Linked DNA regions of Sus scrofa: region 1 is linked to region 2. The links are chromatin contacts, called in public Hi-C maps. All regions are on one chromosome and are shown on one strand. Each heading gives the region's core, a stretch centred on a gene start, on an enhancer-like site or on the middle of the called end of the contact. The rest is flanking DNA. Distances are from core to core; before and after follow the strand shown.

Region 1 (2,909 bases), core at 318-2,817, 310 kb before region 2:
GTTCATCATCTCCCCTTGACTGGGTTTAGTCTACAGCAGTCTTGCCTCTCTGTCTCCAACCTCCACACCGCGCAGGATTATCTTCCTATAGGAGCAATCTTATACCACTCCTTGGCTTAAAAAAAAACAAAAAAACAAAAAAACAAAAAAACACAACAGGAGTTCCCGTCGTGGCGCAGTGGTTAACGAATCCGACTAGGAACCATGAGGTTGCGGTTTCGGTCCCTGCCCTTGCTCAGTGGGTTAACGATCCGGCATTGCCGTGAGCTGTGGTGTAGGTTGCAGACGCGGCTCGGATCCCGCGTTGCTGTGGCTCTGGCGTAGGCCGGTGGCTGCAGCTCCGATTCAACCCCTAGCCTGGGAACCTCCATATGCCGCAGGAGCGGCCCAAGAAATAGCAACAACAACAACAACAAAAAGACAAAAGACAAAAAAAAAAAAAAAAAAAAACAAAACCCACTACTGGATCGACCGCCCTCCTCCAGGAGAGGCGCCCCCCCATTGCCTGCTCTACAAAACCCTTCACACTCTGTTCCACTCATCCAACCCAGTCTTATCACCCCTGCCCTCTCACCCTACAAAAACCTCAAAACAGGATGTGCCTCGCCTTTCTCTCTCTTCAGAATACCCTTTCTCAATTTCCGCCCACCCTTCAGGAAGATTATCCTCAAATGCCCCCTCCTCTGGACAGCCTGCCCTCCCTCCATTCCTCCCCCAGGAAAGGGCTGAGAGTCGCTTTGTCTTCTGAGTCATATCTCTAGTAAAGCATTCCTGGGATCATAGTACCTGTTTATGTGTCTCCTCAACCATACGAGGAAGGCAGGGGCCATGTTAATTCATTTCTGGGTCCCCATCGCCTAGCTTAGTGATTAGCGCAAAATGGGCATAGATAGATGAAATAGATGCAAGCGTGCGTGAATGGATGTTCGCTTTGATGAATGGGTGGAAAAAGGTAGGAAAGTAGCCCTGCGAAGATCAAATACCGACACTAGGGGGAGCTGACACATCACGCTAAGGAAACAGGAGGGCGGGCCAAAGAAGGAAACAAGCTCTAGGGTGAGCGGGCGAGCGGCGCGCAATAAGCGAGCATCACGCAACTGGAACCTCTCGCCCACGTGTGGATCCCCTCATCCTCCCTGCCAGACTGCTAGAGCTCATCCACCGCCCCCACCACCCCCTTCGCCTCCGCCGTCGCTGAGAAAGCAAACAAAGGGGCGGGGACCCCTGCAGGGTCCGGAATGGATAAAGCCAATCAGAGGCTCTTATTTCCTGAAGGCGGGCGCCTTCGTTTGAGGGGACCCAATCAGTGCCTAAGCGGGCGCGGAGGGGTGGAGAGATGGGCGGGAAGAGCAGAGTGCAGGGACCGCGCGCGCCGGGGAGGGGGGGTCCCTCGGCCGGGGTGGAGATGGGGGGCGGAGGGCGGCTGGAGGAGCCAATCACAGCGAGTGCCTGTGAGGAGAGGGCGGGCAGTGCCGGGGCGCGCGCGATCCGGGCTGACGCATTTGGCCTAGGCTCCCCAGGATCCGACGGGGGGGGCGGGAAGGAGGGGAGAGGGGAGTGGAGAAAGAGCGGGGGCGCGCGTGCGCAGTGGCGCGGGGAGGAGCAGGGACCTGGCAGCGGGCTCTGAGGCTGCGAGCGAGCCGCGAACCGGGCGGGCGGCGGGCGCGCGCACCATGGGGGAGAAACCGGGGACCAGGTAAGAGAGGTGGGGCTACGCGGCGGGACGTGGGTGGCGGCTCCAGACGGGTACTGGGACGGTTCCCAGACAAGGACACCCGGGAGAAAATTCAGGGGCCGGACGCCTGGGTCCCTAGGGGGCAGCCATCCGGGGCCGCACGCCTAGGTCCTCGAGGATAATGAGGGCAACGCATGCCACAGACCCTGCAAGGGGATCTCTGAGGGGATCGGGAAACCCGTATCTGGGTTCTCGAAGGGATGTGGGGGCTGGACGACTGGCTTCTCCGATGCAGGCAGCGATGCAGGGGCGGAGGAAGGAGCAGGTGGCCGGCCCCAAGGGGACTGGTATGGGCAGGCTGGATGCCAGGAGGGGGATCCCCTTAGACTCGTGCTGAGCCACTGGAGAGCCTCCTGTCCACTACCCTCCAAGCAGTCGGGCTCCCCCAACCTGTCCCAAGGGCCGGGTGGCTCCGCTTACAAACTTCTGCCTTCCCCTGGGTTGCTAGGAGCAACAGCTTCATCTTGGGGCAGCAAAGTGCCTGGCGACCCTCCCCGATCTGAGCCTTACCCCTCTTCCTGGGGGTGAGGGGAGGCAGTGTCTGCCCTGGGCACGCCATCCACTCCCCGGATGTTTTCTGTGCAATCGAGGCTCCTTCCCTCCACTGACACCTCCAGTTCTCTTTTTTGGTCTCTAGCAAAATCCACTTCCTGTTGTGACCCAACACCCCCAAGGGGGCAGGGGGTGAATGCCTGAGTCCCTGGGGAGCAGGAGCAAAAGAGGAAAAAGATTGGGGCTCTTGGCTTCTATTCAGAGAGGAACAGGAATGGTGGCCTGGTTCTGAGCTGTCACTTATTCTGCAAAACACCCTATCAGCCCCACCAATAGAGTAGGAAAACATAGATCTCTGAGCACCAAGTCGACTGATCCTGGAGAGATGATCAGAGGGCCGATTGGCGTCCTGGATTAGGGGTTAAACACAGAGAAAGGGGAAGTTGCTGACTTGAGGGAGGCCCCAGATTTCCGTTATGTGGTTCAGGGAGGGGGAAGGATGGGACCAAAGGGGGACTGCTGACTTGGCACAATTCCTCCCACCCCCATCAAATTCTGGGCCACAGGAAATGGAGAGAATAGTAGGAAGTGTGAGGGGGCATCTGCTTCGGCTCCCCACCACCACCGGGGGGCATCTCTGGTCACCCACACTCTACCTTCTTGGTCAACCTCAGTGTACAAA
Region 2 (2,700 bases), core at 36-2,535:
CATGGCAATGATAGAAACGCTGACTAAGGCAACAGAAGATGATTTCTGGGCAGAAGTGAAAGACCTCTGGGGAAGTGGAGGCCATAAATTTCTTTTGGGGCTCTTTTCCAAAATGCATGATTTTCCCCACTAGCTGTCAGCAGCCTGGGCAAAGAAACCGAACATTTTAACTGATCCGGATTAATAAATTTCCCGCGCACTTGCAGACAGTAGAGCAAAAGGGTTAAGGATATTGGTGTGAGAATGGCCACAATGATGGACCTTATAGTCTAGGGCCTCATCCCAGTGAACGCAAGTGAAAGCTTTTTTTCCTTTTCTGATAGGTTGTGTACTGGATATATATGTAATATTACTTTCTGTGATCAGTCACTCTCTTCTCTATTCCACAGGGATTATGGGGAGGCAAACACAGAAGCCTCCTCCCACAAAGGGCGAAGATGGGTAACCCAGATTTGGTTAATGCTACTATCCTTTTACCCTGAATACCATGATTGGTCCAGGGGTGAGCACCAGACCTAAACAAGGCCAATCGCAGGCCTTCCCTGATATTTGGGGTGGGCGGCCGAATTTGCGGCGGCTTTAGATAGGATAGAATGCCTCTTCCACGTAGTCACCTTTGAACCGAGACCTGAATAACAAAGTTTGCGGTGCACAGGAGTGGCAGAGGAAGTAACAAGTACGAAGGTTCAAAATTCAAGAAATACGGAGACTAGAATGGAAGGCCGTTCCCAGTGCCTAAACTCTTAATTTCTGCTCAACCTTCAGATATCAGCCCAAACTTCACTCCCTCCAGAAAGTCCTGCCCGACCTCAAGAGCGGGTCTCCCTTCGCCCCCAGTAGATGACGGGCCTGTCCTAGGACGTAGGGATCTGTTTATCAGGCTCTTGGTGCGCAGGGAAGGGAGTGACGAAATAAGGGCTACAGGTGGTGGTTTAGGGGGTGTCGCGCGATCTCTGCCCGGCGGGCGAGAAAGCGAAGCCCACCTCCAGTTTCTCAAGCTCAGATCAATGCTTCGGGGAGCGATAGCAGCGCGCAGAGGGGCCAGTCTTAGGACGGAAGTGCATCCCTGGAGCCGTTCTAGGAAACTCGGAGGACCTAGCTCGTCAGTGATCCTGGGGCTAACTGGTCATCGCCCAGCACACACGGCCACTCCAGGGAGCTGGTGTGGCAGGCAGCGGCGAAACGGGGCTTGAGTGAGGGCGAGAACCGGCGCAAAAGAAGCCTGGAAAAGGGCGAGGAGGAGCGGGCGTGCCGACCACCTGTTCCTCCCTGGAGTGCGGCGCGCGCTGATTGGCTGGAATGTCGCCCGGGGACCGGAAGTGGCCGATGCCCGTCGCCCGTGAAACCAAGACAACAGCTGTGGTTCTGCGCCGGCGGGCAGAGCGGCGCGGGGAGCCCGAGCGGAGCGAGCGTGGGGCCGTAGCTGTCTGCGGTGAGACCTCATTCCGTCCCTACAGGGGCCGGAGGGCACTGGGCTCCCGACCCCCCTGGCCCGCGCGCCGCGTGAAAACCCTACGTTTAGGCCGGTGTCAGACCCGGTTCGCTCTCTGACCTTGGACTTTATGGTCCCCCCTCCCCCTCCCCTCCATTTCCCCACCTGCAGACGCCCTGGGCAGGGCCCGGGCCCGTCCCCGCCCTGGTTCCCTGCCTGTCAGCCGCGGACGCGGGAGCAGCAGGGACACCCCCTTCCTCGGTCCCGACGTGGGGGGCCGTGGGAGCTGTGGTTTCTTCACAGTCCATTCCCAAGTAAACTTCAGCGACGAAATGGCGGGCGGTGTCAAAAACTTCAGGCCTCTTGGTAGACTGTGGCCAAGGCAGGCATGCGGGATATTGGCCTATGAGGGTTTAGCTGTAGAAAGGAGACAGGTTTGAGCGTAGAGTTAATAGAGCCTTCTTGATTGTGGGAACCAGGAGAGGAGGACAGACGAAAGGAGGGTACTGGTGCTTTAATTAAATGTCATCCAGATTGGGAGCAGGAACTTATTTCTACAGATAGTTATTGACATCAGCTGTGTCAGATCCTGTTCTAGGCTCTTTAGATACAAAAATGAATGAAATATCCAGTTAGTCCTCAAGGATGTCACAGATTTATGTAGATAAGACATTTACACCAACTTATTTAACAGTTATTTACCAGGTATCCAAAATGTGCTAGGCACTGGGATTCTATCAAGGTGAATAGACCACCATCTTTACTCAAGGTCTAAAGAAGGAGAAGCAGAGATGAAAATAGGCTAACAGTACATTGAAGTAACTACTGCAAATTGGACTCTTGGGGACAGGGAAGGAGAATGGAAGACACTTCATGTTTGAGCTGAGTCTTGTAGATGTTTGTTAAGTGCACAAGGTGGGCAATAGTATTGCAGGAACCTGTTCTCAAAGGCAAAGAAGCTTTAAAGAGTAAGATGTGTTTGGGAGTTCCCTGGTGGCTCAGCAGGTTAAGGATCCCGTGTTGGCACTGCTGGGGCTTGGGTCCCTGATGTGGTGCAGTTTCCATCCCTGACCCTGGGAACTTCTGCATGCTGCAGGTGCAGTCAGAAAAAAAGAATAAGGGAATTCCTGTTGTGGCTCAGTGGTAGCAAACCCATGAGGACGGAAGTTTGATCCCTGACTTTGCTTAGTGGGGTGTGGTGTAGGTCACAGACTCGACTTGGATCTGGTATTGCTGTAACTCTGACATAGGCCAGCAGCTGCAGCTCC

What was found. A called contact is a pair of places that touch in the nucleus more often than the background predicts.
Region 1: a contact with region 2 is called in a Hi-C map of subcutaneous adipose tissue, with 1.9 times the contacts expected there. The contact joins the promoter of ARRB2 here to the promoter of RABEP1 in region 2. A contact is called at or near these places in 2 of 5 promoter capture datasets (fetal skeletal muscle and liver), 8 of 47 Hi-C or Micro-C datasets (alveolar macrophages, embryonic fibroblasts, heart right ventricle and 5 more) and 1 of 2 datasets of contacts at active chromatin or transcription factors (alveolar macrophages).

What each region holds. Positions count from the first base shown.
Region 1 is chr12:52,169,020-52,171,928 of Sscrofa11.1, reverse strand. ARRB2 (beta-arrestin-2) reads left to right here and starts at 1,567. Exons shown (of 14, transcript XM_021067791.1): 1 at 1,567-1,696. The coding sequence starts at 1,674.
Region 2 is chr12:51,856,833-51,859,532 of Sscrofa11.1, reverse strand. RABEP1 (rab GTPase-binding effector protein 1) reads left to right here and starts at 1,285. Exons shown (of 20, transcript XM_021067732.1): 1 at 1,285-1,432. The coding sequence starts at 1,300.